3 separate regions of the Mus musculus genome follow, and regions 1 and 3 are each linked to region 2. The links are chromatin contacts, called in public HiChIP or PLAC-seq maps. All regions are on one chromosome and are shown on one strand. The core of a region is the stretch at or near the end of the contact, and the rest is flanking DNA. Distances in the headings are between cores, read along the strand shown. Region 1 has its middle 16 kb from the start of Cldn9. Region 2 holds the start of Zfp40 (zinc finger protein 40). Region 3 holds the start of Zfp13 (zinc finger protein 13).

Region 1 (2,974 bases), core at 72-2,571, 510 kb before region 2:
AAATGTATGAAATGTATGTATGAATACCATGAACTGTATGAATGTATGTATGAACACCATGAAATGTATGAATGTATGTATGAACACCATGAGATGTATGAATGTATGTATGAACACCATGAACTGTATGAATGTATGTATGAACACCATGAAATGTATGAATGTATGTATGAACACCATGAAATGTATGAATGTATGTATGAACACCATGAAAACGTCTGGTATCCAAGGAGCCTCTTGACCCCCTAGAACTGAAGTTACAGATGAGACACTGAGACACCCAGCAGGTGTTGGGAATTGAACCTGGGTCCTCTGCAGGAGCAACAAGTGCTCTTAACCACAGAGCCATCTATCCAGTGTCCTCCAATTCCGAATTTGAAGGTATTGGCCCCTTTTTCTTTTTTCTCCTTTTGTTGTTTCATTTCATTTTTGAGCCGGATTCTTGGGCAGTTCAAGGTAGCCTCAAACTTGTTGAGTAGCTGAGGCCAGTCTTGGTGCCCTGATCCTCCTGTCTCTGCCTGCCAAGTGCTAGGGTGACAGGCTGGAGTCTCAGTTATTTATTTATCTTCTTTCTTTCTTTACCAGAAGCCCACCCATTTGTCATTCAGAATTATTGGGCATGTTAACATATATACTACACATTGCCACCAATCTCCCCATTTCCTGCCCAGGATCTCATCTAGCTCAAACTAGCCTTGAATTTGGCTATGTGGTTGATGATAACCTTGGGCTTCTTCGGATCTTTCTGCCTCCATCTCCCCCGAGTTCTGCAATTACAAAAATTACACCTGATTTGAGTGGGGCTGAGGGCTGGACTCAGAGCCTTATACAGCTAGCACTTCATCAACATAGCTGCACACCCAACCCAAAACACTGCATTTGAGTACTGGTTTTTTTTTTTTTTTTTTTTTTTTTTTTTTACATTTTGTTTATTTATTTTGTGTATGTGTGACTGTGTTCGTGCCACGGGTTCGGGGGTCAGAGGACAACTAATAGGAATTGGTTCTCTCCTTCCATTATGTGGATCTCCGGATTGAACTCAGTTCTAAGCTTGGAGGTAAGCAACTTTACCCACCTGGTAGTCAAGAAGTGGAAGTAGGAGGGCTTCGAGTGGGACAGCATCCTGAGCTGCGTATGGATACCAGCCTGGGACCCCTTGTCTCAAAACAGAAAATGGAGTGAAAATATGCATCACTTCAGCGTCACCATTGATAAACAGCAACAATTGCGGAGCTGTGACACATTTAATACTGTTGGGGCACGGCCTGGAGATTGCAACCTCTCAGAGCACCATCGGACCAGGAGAGGGAGCCCAGGGCGCGTATGCACCAGTAGCATGGCAGGACACGATGATTGGTTGGGGTGCCGAGGCAGCAAGCGCACCAGCTTGTGTTTGGCTGGAACGCGTTGCAAGCGACTGCAATTGGCCGGGAGGACCTAGCAGCCCTTGGCCCTCGCTCCAAGGCAGCGGCCGGCAGCGGGCACTGGGTCCTGGGGTGGCAGCATCGGCCAAGCTGGCGGCGCGGTGGCCCCGCTCCCGCTCGCACCCGCGGCGCGACCGCGGCCGCTTGCACTCTCGGCTTAGCCGATCTCGCGCGTCCCTGCCGCCCGCAGCGTCCCTGCCGCACCCGCCGCTGCCGGGGTTACCGCCCGGCCTGAGCTCCGGACGGCCGCTGCCCTCGGCGCTGGCCCTAGCTGAGCTGCCGCCGCTACCCGCACTCCCGCTGCGCCCGGAGTTGCTGGCGCCCTGGGGCCCCGGGGTCCACCTGGCACTGCCAGAGCTGCCGCCCGAGGTCTGCGCGCCCACGCCGCCCGCAGCCGTGCTCGCCCTGCAGGATCTGCCGCGTCTGCCCGCGCCCGCGCCGCCGCCCGCGCACTTGCCACTGCCGCCGCTGCCCGAAGCCGCGGTCGCCGCCACCCCCGGGCCGGTGGGTGCTCGCGGCCGGCCCCCGCTGCTCGCCGAGCCGCCTCCACAACCGCTGCCGCCGCTGCCCGCGCGACCCTCGCCCTTCACCCTGCTGGCGCCGCCGCACCCCCGCGAGCCCTGGCCGCTCCCAGCCTTTCCTCCGCCGCTGCCGCCGCCGCCCCCGCCGCCCTACTTCTTCCTGTCGCCGCCCTGCTGACCGCCTGGCTCCGCGGGGGCTACAAGCCGGTGAGTCCGTGCCTGGACACCGGCAGGCTCGGAAGGCCCGGCCAGAGCTCGACTGGGAATAAGACAAGAATGTCAGGACTGCAGCCAAGGCTGAGGAGAAAAAAAGTAAACCTGGCATTAAGATGAGGGATGTCAGCTGGGGCTGGCGGCACACGCCCCGTAATCCCAACTTTAGGGATAGTTAAGAAGAGGGATCACAAGTTAAAAGGTCAGCCTTTGTTACTTAGTGAGACCCTCATTCAAAGCAATTTAAAGAAAGATAAGGGACGTTTGCCCCTCCCCCACACCTCTTGTCCTGCAGCGTCCTCCCTAGGTAATTTAAGAAGTAACTCATCAAAGTACTGATAAAATGAGCTGTTGTTTTGGGACTGCAGAGCCTACCCAACACCTGCTGATGTGAAACACCCAGGTTCTGTGGATAAAAACAGAAGTTTGCCTTTTTTGTTTGTCTTGGGTTTTTAAGACAGATCTCTTTTTGTTTTTGTTCTTGTTTGGATTTTGTTGTTGTTTTTGTTTGTGTTATTGTTTTTCAAAACACGATTTCTCTGTGTAATGGCCCTGCCTGCCCTGGACTCGCTTCATAGACCAGGCTGGCCTCAAAGTCACAGAGACCAACCCGCCTTTGCTTCCCTGAGATCAGACCTTTTTTGCTATGTAGTACTAGCTGTACCTTGAACTCAGCAATTCCATTATCCTGTCAGCCTTCTGAGCGCTAGCTAGGTTAAATATTTGGGATACCACGCTGGGCTTTGAGAACAAAGGCTTCAGACTCTGCAGCTGGGGTCTGGAATGACACATTGTCCTTTATCTAGGGAGTACATG
Region 2 (2,973 bases), core at 356-2,855:
CCCTCCCTCCCTCCCTCCCTCCCTCCTTCCTTCCCCCTGTTGAGAATTAGCAAAACGGCAAAGTCACCATCATGTGGAGAAAGCCGTAGTGTGCAATATGATATGAATTCAGTTCTAGTTTGTTAGTTGGGCTAACTGACCATCAACTTCCTGAGACATCTATTTCCTTTCAAAATCCCGAGTTCTTCAAATGTCTTCCCCCAAGTTAAAATTTTAGATGTTTGGCTGGTAATAGTGAAGGTCTGTGAGAGAAGGATGCAGATGGCTTTTCAGTGTCACTCCAATTTGCATAGTTATGAAAATAATTACCCAGCTTCCCAGTAAAGCTCTCCAGATTGAGTTGTTAATGTCTAAAATTTAAATTATTTCATATAAGTGTTGGATGCACAGTTTAAATTTCACTTCTGCCTTTAAACAGTGCTACTTGTGTATTTTCTTTTAATTCATCATTTCCTTTGACTGAGACATCCCGCTCCCGTACTTTGTCTTCAAGCCTGATATTCTGTCTCCTACCTGTTCTGAGTTATTATTAGACATTGCAGTTTTGATTTCTTGCTTCACTTCAGTTTGGACTTTTTCGATGTTTCTAGCTACTTATTGAATTCAATCTTCATATCTTAAGTCGTCCTCATTTCCATCAGCATTTGCTATCTGCCCCCTCCCCCCAACAAATCATTTTGTTCCTGTCTTTTTTTAGTTCATTTACATGCTCAACCTGCTTTGTTCTCCTTGAATTTGACTCTTGGTTTTTGAGCTATGTATCTTTAAGATACCACTTACAGTGTTTTCCTTAAAGGACACAGCTATAGTTTTTTTTTGTTTTGTTTTGTTTTGTTTTGGGTTTTTTGTTTGTTTGTTTGTTTGTTTGTTTGTCTGTTTTAGGTCAAGGGCATTTTAACCTTAGGTTTACTATAATGTTGGGAGCGGAACAAAAGTCAGAATTTAGGGTGTCGGCTGATTCCTTTTTGCTGTAGTCCAGAAGGCTAGTATCTCAAGATGAAAAGTTAGGCAGAATAACTTCTATCTGAAGACTTCAGAAGCCACGGTCTGGGTCAGACCTGGGTGCAGCGGACTAGATCCAGTTCTGGTCTAGCTGTCAGCAAGCCTGGTAGGTGGGTGGGTGGGACTGTGCTGAGCGTGTGCAGCGCAGCCTGACAGCTAGAGCTGTGTGACAGGCTGTCCAATACTGACTAGGAGGGACCTGCCTCCGCGGAGCGGGGATACTCGCCTGATCAGAAGGCGAGGAAGTTTTTAAAAACGAAAACAATCGGATAGACTTGGAAAAAAAGAAAGAAAGAAAGAAAGAAAGAAAGAAAGAAAGAAAGAAAGAAAGAAAGAAAGAAAGAAAGAAAGAAAGAAAGAAAGAAAGAAAGAAAGAAAGAAAGAAAGAAAGAAAGAAAGAAAGAAAGAAAGAAAGAAAGAAAGAAAGAAAGAAAGAAAGAGAAGAGCTTGGGAGGGGTGGGCTTACAAAAAAAAAAAAAAAAAAAAAAAAAACCCTCACGTAACCGGAACCAGCGTGTGGTGGGCGGAGCTAGGGCGGTGCTCCAAGGAGCCTGCACAGAGTGACAGAAAAATTCACCATTCACTGAGGGACCGGGGAAGCTGCGAGGTCCGGAATCCGGGGTGGAGGACACGGGCTTCTCTAGGAGGGCGTGAAAATTCCAGGCATCCACAGGTGCCGCGAGAGGAGTCCTGAGAAAGTCATTAGTCAACAGCGCTGTAGCTTGAGCCTCAGCCCGGCAGCCATAGAACGCCCAGGTCAGAGGAGCCGCGGGGCTGGGAAACGGGCGGGAGCAAGGGTGGAGGCTGCTCAAAGGAAGCCGCTCTCACAATTCTGTAGTAGATAATCTTTTAACCATGGATAGCCTACCATTGTCGGGAAGATTGAAATCATATGAACAGGGGTTTATCGTCATTTTTGCATTTATCTTATGCTGGCCAGAATATTTTCATAAAATAATCTGCTAGAGCATTTGCATCATCTGTTGTCTGCAAGCAGGCTTCTCATTGCTTTGTAATAGTTACAAAGCTGCTGGAATTTAAATTCATGCATGCTTTTTTCTAACTTCTGTGTTCTACTACTTGCCTATTTCAGAGATTGTCCTTTGCCCCTGGGACTAAGCACAGCAGAAAGCTTTGTAGATACTAGTCGCATGAAGAACCAGTGCAGATTTGATAGAATCAGAATATACACTGTGACAGAGCAAAACAGTGTAGCGGTTCCTCCATCTTGTTGTATTCCTGCTGAGACCGTTTCCAGGGTTAACTAAAAAATTATTTTCTTGATGGAGAATCCCATGAAAAAAACGACCCAACTCTATTCTAGGTCAGGATGTCCTAGCTAACCTACCATACTTAGCCATTGATTAAAGTTTTTGAGTAACCTCTTCCAGTCAACCTTAGATCCTAGCTGCTGGTGTGCTGGAACCTCCCATCAGGATGGCTAACCTCCTATTTTAGCTACTGTTAAAAACTGCTTGCTTCAAACTACTTACTCTGCAGAATGGCCCCAGCAGCTGCTATGCAAGATGCCTGGATGAGGTCCCTGCCCTTAAAACCCCTATGTTTTGGACATTCACAGAAACACTTAGGTCCCTGAACACTTGGGTGTGGTCTCAACCGGCTGGAATAAAGACTTTGAGTGGGCTATAAACTGTTTGAGTGGTCATCTCTGGCCAGCTACCCATAGCAGTACTTTATTAAATGCCAAAGTTACTGCTGTAAACATTAATGTTTACTAAGCAAATTTTACTCCCTGTTAATTTTCTGTCTTGAGATGTAAGCACTCTATAAATACAGTATTTGGAGTGTAAATACACAATTCAGAAATGTGTAATCATGATTTTATAGTCAGCAAACTCAGTTTAGATTAAAACTAAAATTAGAAAGCATCGTTTCAATAATTGTATTCGCTCACTGGAATCAGAGTAATGAATGACTCCTTGTTTCACAAAAAGCACTCTGCCCTTGCAC
Region 3 (3,101 bases), core at 357-2,856, 390 kb before region 2:
TTTCTTTGAATGAATACTCTTTGAACCCAGGAAGCGGGTGGGTGGAGGAAGGAATCTGTTTTATGATTAGCATACCTTGGAGCATTGAGTTTACTACTCTTTCATGAACTTGTGCAGGGAACTAGGGTTGCTCCTTTTTGTTGTTAAATTTTAAAGACAATTTCTTGCCACGTAGCCCTAGTTTCTGTGAATTATGTAGCCCTCTCTGCCTGGCTTCACTTTTTGTACTCCTCTGCCTCAGCCTCCTGATCACTTCTGAGATTATAGGATCAAACCACTGTTCAGCCACTAGTATTTGCCTTTTGGAATGAAAGATCCAGTCTCAAAAGACTCGATGAGTGATGAGCTGTAGCCAGCAGGCACAGGATGAATTCCTGCAGACCATTCCGCCCCAGGAAGTGTTCTCAGGCTAAGACTCCACCCCTCTCCTAACACTGCTATGACCTGTTCTGGATGGAATGAGAAGCACAGTCACTTTCTTCCCCCTTAGAGCCTTAGTTCCCCAGGTCTGAAGGTAGCATCAGGATCTTGGACAACTGAATCAGCCCCTATTTAAAAGTTATTATATTTTGTTGTATATATGTCTGTGTGGCATGTGGGTGCAAGACACTTGGAATTCAGAAGAGGGTGTCAGATCTGCTAGGAATACCACCACGTGGGTGCTAGAGATTGAACATAAGTCTTCTGGAAGAGCAGCCAATGCTCTAAACCTCTGAGCCATCACTCCACCCCTCCACCCCACTCTCTGTCTTTTAAAAACCATAGTATCTTCAGATCTCTGAGAGTTAGAGGACAGCATGGTCTATATAGTGAGTTCCAGGGAAGCTAGGGCTACATAGCGGAGACAACAAATCCATGATATCTTATCTAGTTCTTCAGAGTTCTGTACAATGTAGTTGAACTATACTCATCCCCCATACCTCCCCCTCTCTCAAATTCACCCTGGGTCAGTCTCCATACGCCTCTATTATCGAGCCTAAATGATTCTTTTAAAATCCAATTCCTCTCCCATCTTGTAGACAGGTAGGCATCAGGGTGGGCTACAGAGAGTCTCATCCTGTTTCCTAAGTGCACTCAGGGATGGAGCACTCTGCCAGTTTGGGAGGGTCCAAAGTGCTCCAGAGGAGTAAAAGACCTTCTGATGTGTGGGTGTGGTGTGCGAGAGAGAATGGCTCTGCTCCTTCCATTCAGCGCAATAATGCTGCTCCGTTATGATGACTACAGTGCTGTCTTTGAGTCACAAAACACCAGAAATTATGTTTTGTTTTTGAGACAGTTTCTCTGTGCTGTCTTGGAACTCGCCCTGTAGCCGAGGCTGGCCTCGAACTCAAGGATTCAAGGATCTGCCTACCTCTGCCACTCGAGTGCTGGGATTAAAGGCATGTGCCACAAGGCTCAGAGCATCTTCCGTTTTTTCTGTTTCGTGTTTATAGATACCGTTGGGTATAGTAAGCGTTGAGAGCCAGCACTGACACTTTCTCCCAAGCCAAAAGCAGGTGCAGCAGAGGCAAGGGACCCCAGGACCGGAACCCTCAAATCTGGGAACTCTGTAAAGCTACAGCTGAGTTGGGGAATGGGATCTGGAAGGAACTTCCTGTTGTCCCTAATCCCAGCCTCCACCGGGCTTCTCCATCCGTTCTGTTCTGGCTGCAGACACTGGTTTCACTCTAGGGAGGGGGTCTCCATTCCCACCTTCACCCCCGGGTCTCCTTTGTTTCCTCCTTGTGTGAAGGGGATGCTAGGGAAGGCACATGGAAATCGGCTCGTGCAGTCAGCTTGCAGAAGGGGGCAGGGTCAAAGGTGGAATGCTGGCAAGCGATAATGAAGGGGCTGGACCCAGGATTGGGAAGATGAGGACACGTACCACCCAGACCACGACCACGATGATCGTTCCCAGGTGGGAAGCTGCAGCTTTGAGAGAACGGCTGACGGTGGCAGCTAATTTGTGGGTTTCAGGCGAAGCTCTGTGTCCGGCTGGGGCACACAGCAGGCATCAACGCACTGGCGCCTCCTTGGCAGGCTCTCCGCAGAAGTTTCTGCACCTCATTGACAAGAAGCCCTGATTCAGCCCTCACTTGCCATCACCTGGCTTCACTGAGATTTAGGGCTCTTGCTTCAGTGACAAAGGGGACAATACCATTCCTTTCCGAGAAACCAGAAAATATCATTCACCGCGGGGCACCGTAGGGGCTGGCAGACTTCGTATGCACTGTGGTCAGGCATGGGGAGTGCTGGACACTTTGGAAGTGTTCCTACGGTAGTGATTACTTTCCTCTTTTCCAGGTTCTTGGCTAAAACCTGGACGGGGCTCGACTAGCAAGGGAAAGAACCATTTGCTGTTTTTCCTGGCTCTGAAGTGGAAGATGTCTGCAGACAGTCAAAGCATCGCGGCTACTGAGAACGAGGAGAAATCCCATGAGGTATCCTGGGATCCTAGCTAGGGAGGGATGCCTTGAACTGTAGGAGAGGGTGTTTTCAAAACCTGTGTCTGGACAAAAGGAAGCATGAGAGTCACTGTGGGAGAAGAGGTGTAATCATGGAAAATAGCTTCCAACTGGTCTTTTCAGTGTAACTGGTTTTGTTCTGTCCAGTAAGGGGCATAGTGCCCACAGAACACAGGAAAGTCCTCTACTGCCCACTTTCTTTCTCTTGGGTTGCACCTCCTCATAGCTTACCTCTCTGTGTCCAAGTTCTAGTTCTGCCTGTTACTAGGTGTGTGCGTGCGTGTGTGTGTGTGTGTGTGTGTGTGTGTGTGTGTGTGTAATCGCCATCTTTGTGGGTCCAGGCTTGGACTCCCGGTCTTGGAGCTAGAGGATTCTGACTCAGCCTCAGGCCTGGTGTGTTACCTTGGGCAGCCCTGCTCTGTGGGAACTACTTGTGCTGTGTGTAAAGTTGACTCACTCCCACTTGTCTTACTAGGTCACTGGTAGGCTCGAAGGAGATAATGAGTGTGTGAGTCGTCTGTAAGCAGTTTGTGAGCCTGTAACTGATGACTCCTGTGGTCCATGAAGCGAGAACACCCAGAACTACCAGACCAAGTCAGCGGGACTGGGATCCTCCCACCTAGTTCTGTTGGTGTTATAACTATTAATAAATATACA

Evidence for each region. HiChIP or PLAC-seq counts read pairs in DNA pulled down with a chosen protein or histone mark.
Region 1: an HNF4G HiChIP or PLAC-seq map of pancreatic cancer cells shows a contact between it and region 2. The contact joins the enhancer-like site here to the promoter of Zfp40 in region 2. A contact is called at or near these places in 2 of 39 promoter capture datasets (hippocampal neurons and liver), 1 of 484 Hi-C or Micro-C datasets (cortical neurons) and 3 of 115 datasets of contacts at active chromatin or transcription factors (astrocytes, extraembryonic endoderm stem cells and pancreatic cancer cells).
Region 3: an H3K4me3 HiChIP or PLAC-seq map of stem cell-derived neural progenitor cells shows a contact between it and region 2, with 4 times the contacts expected there. The contact joins the promoter of Zfp13 here to the promoter of Zfp40 in region 2. A contact is called at or near these places in 5 of 39 promoter capture datasets (the 3T3-L1 cell line, embryonic stem cells, hippocampal neurons and 2 more), 5 of 115 datasets of contacts at active chromatin or transcription factors (astrocytes, large pre-B cells, neural progenitor cells and 2 more) and 4 of 9 other capture datasets (adipose tissue, liver, macrophages and 1 more).

The regions. Positions count from the first base shown.
Region 1 is chr17:23,698,663-23,701,636 of GRCm38.p6, reverse strand. No RefSeq gene overlaps it. Among named protein-coding and RNA genes, the nearest start is that of Cldn9, 16 kb to the right of the region's middle. Within about 2 kb of position 1,321, at least 138 of the 459 cell types and tissues checked have an H3K27ac peak or open chromatin away from gene starts, as enhancers often do. A contact at or near this core is called in astrocytes, cortical neurons, extraembryonic endoderm stem cells and 2 more, where this site is marked.
Region 2 is chr17:23,191,860-23,194,832 of GRCm38.p6, reverse strand. It overlaps Zfp40 (zinc finger protein 40), which reads left to right and starts at 1,605. Exons shown (of 6, transcript NM_009555.2): 1 at 1,605-1,758.
Region 3 is chr17:23,584,757-23,587,857 of GRCm38.p6, reverse strand. It overlaps Zfp13 (zinc finger protein 13), which reads left to right and starts at 1,606. Exons shown (of 6, transcript NM_001356268.1): 1 at 1,606-1,897; 2 at 2,284-2,420. The coding sequence starts at 2,364.